2 separate regions of the Triticum aestivum genome follow, and region 1 is linked to region 2. Evidence: chromatin contacts called from public Hi-C data. All regions are on one chromosome and are shown on one strand. The core of a region is the stretch at or near the end of the contact, and the rest is flanking DNA. Distances in the headings are between cores, read along the strand shown.

The links. A called contact is a pair of places that touch in the nucleus more often than the background predicts.
Region 1: a contact with region 2 is called in a Hi-C map of leaf, with 3 times the contacts expected there. The contact joins the promoter of LOC123062372 here to the promoter of LOC123062370 in region 2. A contact is called at or near these places in 3 of 5 Hi-C or Micro-C datasets (all in leaf) and 1 of 1 datasets of contacts at active chromatin or transcription factors (leaf).

What each region holds. Positions count from the first base shown.
Region 1 is chr3A:582,247,013-582,251,709 of IWGSC CS RefSeq v2.1, forward strand. It overlaps LOC123062372 (probable LRR receptor-like serine/threonine-protein kinase At1g51810), which reads right to left and starts at 2,857. Exons shown (of 12, transcript XM_044485854.1): 1 at 2,631-2,857; 2 at 1,843-2,410; 3 at 1,062-1,561; 4 at 677-821; 5 at 325-396; 6 at 175-240; 7 at 18-98. The coding sequence starts at 2,745. LOC123062373 (a long non-coding RNA gene) reads left to right here. Exons shown (of 2, transcript XR_006429642.1): 2 at 2,572-2,985. LOC123062374 (a long non-coding RNA gene) reads left to right here and starts at 3,458. Exons shown (of 3, transcript XR_006429643.1): 1 at 3,458-4,074. It overlaps LOC123062371 (senescence-induced receptor-like serine/threonine-protein kinase), which reads right to left. Exons shown (of 12, transcript XM_044485853.1): 12 at 4,368-4,697. The coding sequence ends at 4,580.
Region 2 is chr3A:582,031,114-582,035,334 of IWGSC CS RefSeq v2.1, forward strand. LOC123062370 (senescence-induced receptor-like serine/threonine-protein kinase) reads right to left here and starts at 1,271. Exons shown (of 12, transcript XM_044485852.1): 1 at 803-1,271; 2 at 51-612. The coding sequence starts at 899.

The sequences.
Region 1 (4,697 bases), core at 1,607-4,106, 220 kb after region 2:
CAACAAAGCATGCAAACCTTAAGTCAAGCAGACCAGCCTGAGATCTTTGAAGAATAGAATCCGGGATTGGCCCATCAAGCTGGTTATATGACAAATCGCTGTAAAATAATAGTTAAAACCATTCTCTAAAACTTATATCATCAACCAAATATTATAATCAGCACAGAGACTTACAGAACTTTGAGTGACTTTATTTGGTAGTCTGGAATAGCTCCTGTCAAATTGTTGTGTGATAAATCCCTACATATATTATGTGCTTAGGTCACAAGGATGTCAAAATAATAACATTTAGCCCATTGCTATTTTGTGGTAGGCACGACTTACAAGTTTTCCAGTGATACCATGTTCATGAATGATATGACTAATCCACCTTTCAGTCCGCTGGTAGACAGATTTCTGCAAAACAACTCATTTTAATACAGGTCTATTAATTTAGTGATAGCATTCAGCTAACTTGTTTTTTAAAGATTATTAAAGTATCATTCTGTGGTTCACACTAAATTACATATGTTTTCAAGATTTCAACTAAATTAACTGTGTCTTCAAGATATTAGCCAGTAAGATATGTGACTGAGTGTCTCTTGCTAATGTAATGCGCTTCAAAGGTTAAACATATTGAATTGTGATATTTAGGTTCCAAAATGTAAATATGGGACAGTCCTGGTTATTTTCTTACACTGCGACAATCATCGGATTCTGGTTGCTCTTAGAGTAGTCGCAAGTCAAACCTTCCCACGAATACTCTCTTGGGGAGCATGGATCTCCATTCCAGTTTATTCGTGCCAAATTGTAGTGTTTCTTGACTTCCTTCATGTAAATGACTACAACACCCAAAAGACAATGGAAACAAATATGAACAGAATAAATAAAGCTGTATATGTTGGCTATGGGCGCTCATATATATGTATTAAAAAGAATATAAACATTAACTTAACCAGTTGCAAAGTTATTGCATATCCAAGTTTTTTCTACTGAACAGAAGTGAATAAACTGCATGATGATCATGTGAATCTGCCACATATACATGTATAATGCACGTGCATTGTATGCACTGAGCTCACCATCGTCGGAGTCAGTGGTGAGGTTATCCATCCGAACGAGCGAGTACACCTCAAACGCGTTGATGAGCGGTGGGAGCCTCGATCTGCGTGTCCTGTTCAGGCGGAAGATCGCAGCAGGGTTGTTCAAAAACCGCCCATTCTGGTGCATGCTGTCCACCTGGAATCGTGACGGTGAGAAGTCTGAGAATAGCAAGTCGTTGTCGCTGTAGATGTCAAATCTCCTGCTCGGGTTGCTGCTGTTGATCTCAGCAAAATGGAAGATGGGAAGAAGCTGCAGGTTCTTGGTGTCCAGGTTGGGACCCACTGTCACATTGATCTCGAAGAAGGAGAAATTTGCGTCTAGGGTTGAGGCCCGCCGGAGGATGCCCTCCGGTACCTGGAAGGCTTTGTCACCGGGTAGCGGCCTTACTTGATTGCTAGTGTTTAGGGCGATCCAGGGGTAGGCGTTGTAGGAGAAAGACCAGCCCTCCCAGAACCGGTCGTACGGGTCCAATGGATATCTTGATCACACACAAAGACAAGGGGAGAACAAGTAAATAGCTAGCCCAATAAACTACTTTCTGGTTTGTACTTAAAGGCAGCAGCTATGGCAACTGACAAACCCACTTTCTTGTCACCTTAAGATGACATTAATTTTTGTTAGAAGCAATTTCAGGTTTCAGGAAACAGATTAAGGGGCAATCACTTTAGTTGTGCCGAGCTTGCCAGCCGAATTTAAAAGCATCGTCAGGCATTATTAAGATCAAATCCAAAATTACTATGGATGCCAGCCTTGTCTCACCTTGTGATAAATTCAGTGGATTGACCAAATCTGATTCGTCTAAAGTAGCTGATTGACACCGAAGTATTCACGAAAGGATACATCAAATCTTCAAGTGGCCTCAGCTCCAACGAAGACACGAACGGAGTCCCTGTACCGAAGTTTATCAGACAGACCGACAGGTTGTTGGCCGGAGCAACGGTGAGCACCTCCTTCCATATTGTGCTTGATGGATCCGTATTTGTCAAGTTTACCGCCTCCCAGAAATTGACACCGATATGGAGTCCAAACAGAAACAGAGACCCATCCGTAGTCCGGTTCAGCCCATCGTAGTTCCCGTAGGTAAACATAGCCCTCAGCAAAAACTTTTTACCAGCGGCGGATGGCAGCGTGTAGCAATTCCGCGAGCCATGAGAGAAGCTCCTCAAGACCTTTTGGTTCTCATATACGGCATCAGCCATGAGTGCTGCTGAAATATTGTTGCTCGCACCGCCATCGACAAATTCAAGGTCAGGAAGGAACACGAGTCCTGTGAGGGTGTCGTTGTAGGGACTACTGTTTGTGAATCCACAATCGATGTTTACATACCCTGCGTAATGGAGAGTACGTATCAGTTTCATGTGTTTCAAGTTTAAGATGATCATGGAATGTGCGACCAGGTATTTGGTAGCTAAGAATTTGTTGACATCTAAGATTTCAGAGTGGAACTTCTTAAGTTGCAAGCTAAAGTAAACTGAACTCTCCATGCAGATGGAGCAGAGCTAATAGAGGTGCAGGGTAGAAGGGAAACGCTGGAAGTATTGTATTACCAGAGGTAGAAGACTGGCCATGGACTTGGATCATGGTGACCAGGATGAGCAGCAGCGCCAGGATCCATGTCAGCTTTGTCGTTGTACTTGCCGAGCAACCGAAGCTGATCGCCATGGTTGTGCCCAGTCCTCGCAATTTTTGGAAGCAAGAAACAACCGTCCGGTACAAAAGGCTTGTGCAGCTATATAGCAGCGAAAACACCAATGTGGTATATTTTTGTAATGGTTTGTTGGGGTTTTGAGTATTTAGTTTGACTTGGGCTTGGGCTTGGCCTTGAATTTAACAAATGTATAGAAAGCAATTTTTTTTTGCTCATCAGTAGGTAATTGCAGGTCGCAGCACTTGTTTTCTCTAGCACACCAGACTGGTTCAGAGAACCGTCAACGTCCGTGGCTTTAGATATGGGCGACATGCAGGCCCGATTCGCCCGCCCACACAAACAATTGTGCCCGAGTTGGGACTTGGCTATCAGGCTGACGAGCGGTTCGTTGGCCGCATACGGAAGACTGCAGAGCACCGCGACATTTGGCGTGCGGCCTATCCTCCATGCCAAGCTGGAATTTCTTTTCTTATAAGATGGATGCAAGTTGCATCAATTTCTTTCACCACAAGGCTCATCAGATAAAAAAGGAACAAGTGGCAGCTAGACCGACCGATTCGCAGGGCGATATAAGAACGACCGGGTGTGAGTTCGGAGGACGCATGTCCGCCGGCCGGTCGGTCTCAAATGTCAATAGGATGCTTATTATTTTTATTACCATGATGAATATCGAGTTTCATCAGCACGTACGTGGAGGATGGCACTTGGTCGCGCGTCACAAACAAAGGGCAGGGCAGGTAGAAGTAGAATTCATGAGCGAGCGGCGACTGTATGTATATTCGGGATCTGAACTTGGTTTCAATCTGGTTTGGGGCAGGTGCCCCTGTCCCGCTTACGTCGAGAAACCGCGTCAACCAACTCCACAGGTTATCGACAAGGCGGCAAGCACAAGCCGTCCCGGCGGACGGCGACGGCTTCCTCGCCCTGTGCCGGCCGCGGTCACCGCGAAACGGCGGCGCACGGTCGGCAGGGCCACGCGCGCTCTCTGCTGGCGGCGCACGCGGAGGCAAGCCGATAAACACGAGTGATTCTAGGCGGTGGCACCAGGCCAGGGCGGTAGGGGGCCTACACGCGCGACCCGACTCGACTCTCGCATTTGGGGATCGGGGGACCAGATTGCACATCGTTTTCCGTTTGAGGGACCAGATTGCCCTCTGCCGTCGCCGTCGCCGTCGGGGGTGGCGGCCATGGGTTCACGCACGGCGCGGGTTTGCCCCGCCCCCTCCCCTTCCCTTCCACAAGGCCACCGCCACCGCCACAACAGCTCGGAGCTCGGCCAGGAGGCACTGCAGTAAGCGGCCGAGTCGAGGAGCCGCCTGCGGGCGACCGGCGAGGAGGGTTAGGTATGTCATGCGGTTGCATTTCTTCCCCTGCATTCGCATCAGCCTCTTCGTACCTCAGGTGCCAACTCGCTCATACTTACTAGAGTCAGTAGTAGCTCCAACTCGGGAAATGCTCAGAGGATTTGGTAGTAGGAGGGCGTATTTTAATCCGATTCAACAGCATTGCAAAGAGGGAATGGGGGATTGGGGGTAATGAAAATGCCGAGTTCTTAAGCTGCAGTGTTTAACTTGTTTTAAATTTGGTCTGGAACCTAATGTGCGAGTGCCAATTAACAGATCACCGAGTTCTCACATGGAAGAAGACTACATCCTATTTGAAAATTCCTTGAACAAAAATACCAAAGTTTGCACAATTCTTTTACCCCTCATCCAAACAACAAGCAAGATCAGAAAATGGAAACAAAATGACTGGATTTCTGTTTATCTACAACCAATCATGACAAGTTGAGCAAACTACCAAACTTTGTCTAAGCAGACGCAACAATAACTCGCATGCATTTTCCTTTCACCGTCCAGATAAGGGGACCAGTTGTGTCATCCGACTGGTATAGCCAGACTGGAAGGAGCTGGAGCTCTCGTCGTTGACTTCTCCAGAAATCAACAGCTGGAACTGCTTTCGCATT
Region 2 (4,221 bases), core at 21-2,520:
GCATAATTAAGATCAAATCCAAATTATTATGGATCTCAGTCTTGTCTCACCTTGTGATATATTCAGTGGCATTACCAAATCTGAACCGTTTAAAGTAGCTGATTGACACCGAAGAATTCACAAAAGGGTACATCACATCTTGCAGTGGCCTCAGCTCCAACGAAGACACGAACGGTGTCCCTGTACCGAAGTTTATCAGACAGACCGACAGGTTGTTGCCAGGAGCAACGGTGAGCACCTCCTTCCATATTGTGTTTGATGGATCTGAATTTGTCAAGTTCACCGCCTCCCAGAAATTGACACCGATATGGAGCCCAAACCGAAAAAGCGACCCGCTCATAGTACTGTTCAACCCATCATAGTCGCCGTAAGTAAACAAGGCCCTCACCAGAAACTTCTTACCAGTGGCGGATGGCAGCGTGTAGCAATTCCTTGAGCTCTGAGGGAAGCTTCTCAAGGTTTTTTGTTGCTCATTCGTGGCATCAGCCATGAACTCCGTTGAAATCTTGTGGCTCAATCCACCATCGACAAATCCATGATCAGAATGGTACTGTATTCCTGTTGTGCTGTCGTTGTAGGTGCGTCTGTTTCCGCAATCGATGCTTATGAACCCTGCACAAGGAGAATTTATATCAGTTTCATGTGTTTCAAGTTTAAGATCTACACCAAGATCATGGATGGTGTGACTAGATATTCAGTAGATAATACTCCTAGTATGTTATCGCTAAGGCTTCAGTAAAGTGGGAAGTGTTTCTTAAATTGCACTCCAAAGTAAACTAAAGAATGCAGTGGGGCACATCACCCGAAGTAGACTGGCCATAGACTCGGGTCATCATGAACAGCAAGGCCAAGATCCCCGTCAGTTTTCTACTTGCTGAGCAACTGAAGCTGATCACCATGGTACTCTTGGGTTCTTGCAATGTTTGCAAGCGATCATGCAAAAAGTAAGCGTTTATGTTTCTCTGCTACAAATGTATTGTGTACGCACTTCTGTTCATGATTCTGTACGTAGTTATATAGCAGAGAAACACAACTTAGTATTTGGATTGACTTGGCCTCGGCGCTGGATTAACAATGTGGATGAAACAAAACGTTCTGTTCATCAGTAGGTAGCCTTTTCATCATGTAAGAAATGCAACTTGCATCTCACCTAAAAACTGAAAATGCAACTGGCCAAGTTGTCATGGAGTTTAGTTTGACTGGATCTGCGCTAACGTACTGCCCATCAGCGTCATAACGAAGTCCCAGCTCAAGATTGATGCATTTTTTCTTGGCGAATACGCATAGCATGCGTATCATCCATTTAAAGAAGAGGACGGCGAGATGCCGGTTACGAGATTGGTTCATTTTTGGCGAACCATGCACGCGGCTTGCTCCTACAGCGATGAACCAGTCTACTGTGGTAAATTCAACGAGAGTAACAAAGTGTATATCAGTAGATCAGTAGTTTTAAGACAAAAAGAAGAGGGCAACTTGCAAGACCAGTTCGTCGACGTTGGCCAAACCCAGCGAGACCTAACTCCGCTGACGTAAGAGTGAGCGGCAGCACGCATGCCGGCATGCGTCCCCTCAAGCTGTGAAATCTCAATTGGTTGTTTTACCCGTGAATTTTCCATCAGCATGCGGTTGGGCAATGCATGTCGGATTCTGATGTTTCCTGGGGAGGACGCAGCGCACTTCCAGTGTTTTGTGGACCAGCAGGCCCCGCGAGCAAAGCTCTGGTAGCATCTTGCAAAGCGTTGTTTCAAAAAGAAAAAAACCTCTTGCAAAGCGGATCAAAGAAAACTACAGAACAAAGCTAAAGCACCAACAATGTACAAGACATACGTACATGCCAGTTTACAGACCGATGAGCGGAACTCAAGCTGCAGGTGGAGGTGGGACTAAGTGGGACTAATTATCCCATCCCACTTAAGTAGCATTAGTGGACTCTCATTGGATTTGAAAAATATTAAGTGGGCTAGCCCTATTAGCCCATTGGGACCCCACCATAACCCACTATTTACTTGAGCCTTGAGTTTGTCTCAAAAAAAAAATCTTGAGCCTTGAGTGCCCAGCCGAGAGTGGATAGAGCAAGCCGCACGAGTGCACAAATTCCAGGCGGCGGCGGTGCTCCACTTCGCCGCCGCACCTTCTTGGCTACTCCTCGCACCACCACCTCACACCTTGCCCCTCCTCTGACTCAGACGTTCTCCCTCTTTGCCTTGCTCCGCCGTCCCCATCAAGAATCACCGGTCCCTTCTCTCCAACTCGGGAGGCGCCGCAGCGTAGCAGAGGTACTCCGAGCGCCGCTGCTGATGGACGCCGTCGCCACATCCCATCCTCTTTCGCCTCGCACTCAGGTCCTTTCGGTCTCCACTGCCTCGCATCTTCTACCCCGGTCGGACGCGACCCCTAGGTCATCGGCTGCAGGTAGTCCATCAGATTCATTCAGGCTCGATTCATGTTTCTCTTTCTGTTAAGAGTCAAGACTCAGATGCTGATGGATTGCTCATGTATTCAGATGTTTGTTTTCCTTCCAAGTTCAGAGTCAAGATTTACTAAAATTAACTTTCCCCCCTTCTGTTTCTATTAGAGATGTACTGATTCATGAAGAGAAAATTTGTAGTCTGTAACTGGCAATTTGTGATAATACAGCAGGTTCTTTCCTTCTTAGTCCATGTTTTTAGTTGCAAATGCATTTGTTAAGTGGGATCCCACTTAGTCCCACATAATTTATGTTAGTTTTGGTGGGGTGCCCACTTTTTTAACACCAAACCGTATTGGGACTAGGTGGATTGTGGTGGGACTCCCACCTACAGTCCCACTTGCAGCCTGAAGCGAAAGCATAGGAGTGGCGGAACCACAACCAGAGGCTTCGAAGAAGCTGATCCAAAGCAAACTTGCGTCACGTACAGAAAAGCATGGGGTTTCATGACAGAGGCCCCCACCGAACTACCGCCGAAGAGAGCCCACTGCCCTCTTGCTCTGGACCGTGGAGTGGGAACCATGTGGGTGTAGTTTTGACCAGAAAGCTTACGACGAGGACCCGTGTCGAGGATAGGGGACAAACAAAACCACCAAGCGATGGTGCCAAAGAAGCATCGGGTCAAGATCCAAGCCTTACCCCCTGCCCTGCGTCGCTCCCCCGCGGGCGACCCAAACCTAGCCGCCAGAACCTACCCCCACCCGCTCCCTCTCCCCCCGCCGCCGCCGGCGGGCGCCGCCGGGCAAAGCCCGCGCGGTGCCGGTGGCGGCGGGATCTCCTTCGCCCTTGGCTGGAGCGGGGGCCGCGGGGGGCCTCTTCTTCGCTCAAGACGGCGGATCCCGGAGGCCGGCGTGTCGGATGGCGCTGCTGGCGGTGGTGGCGTGGGGCAGCGCAGCCGCTGGCCGGTGGAGGCGCGTCGTCGTGGCGGAGCGCGCGTGCCGGTGACGGCGCGGCGTTTCTCTCGTGGCGGGACTCGTCTTGGCCAGATCTGCTGCTGCTGGTGGAGTAGGATGGCGGCGGATGCGCGACATGGAGTCTGGCAGGGCAGCGAGCTTGGACAGAGCTGGCAGCAGTGTGGCGGTGTGCTTGGGCGGTGGCGGCGTCATCTGGAGGCAGCGTAGCAAACCCACGGCCAGGCTGGTGGTGGCGGCGCTGCAATGGCTCGGCCAAGATGGAGTCTTGGCGAGCAGCGAGTGGCCGGCCTCCTCTGCGCGGTGTGGTGAGTGGCGGGGCTCTCTTGGTGGCGCGGCTTGGTTCTTCGCGGAGGAGCGGGTCCGTCTGTCGCAAGGCCAGCCTTTGGAGTGGGTGTAGGCAGTTGCGGACGGTCATGGACCCTGCAGGAGGTGGGGGTGGCTGCAGTCTCTTGTTCAGGCTGGGAGTTGGTGCGGTGGCCGGGTTCTTCTTGGTCATGCATCCGGTCGTCAGTCCTCAGCTTTGTGGCTACTTCGACTTAGAGTTGCGGTGGCGGCGGTGCGAGGCAAATTGGACGGTGTAGCCCATTTCCAGGAGGCGTGGTGATGTGCGTTTGCGCGGATGAAAATCCTGCTCGGCTTATGCCAGGCCGGCGGCGATGGCACCTGTGGGTGTCATTTCCTTCTTGAAGGCGTCGCCGAGGTGTGTGCGCCGTGCCCCTCGCTCACTTGGAGTTGGTGGCTGTCTCCGGGCGAAAGCCTCGATTCGATGTTGGATCGGCACATTGGCAGCATCCTCGATGTCGTATCTCTGTTGGGAGCTTTGTGTGTGGAGATATGGTT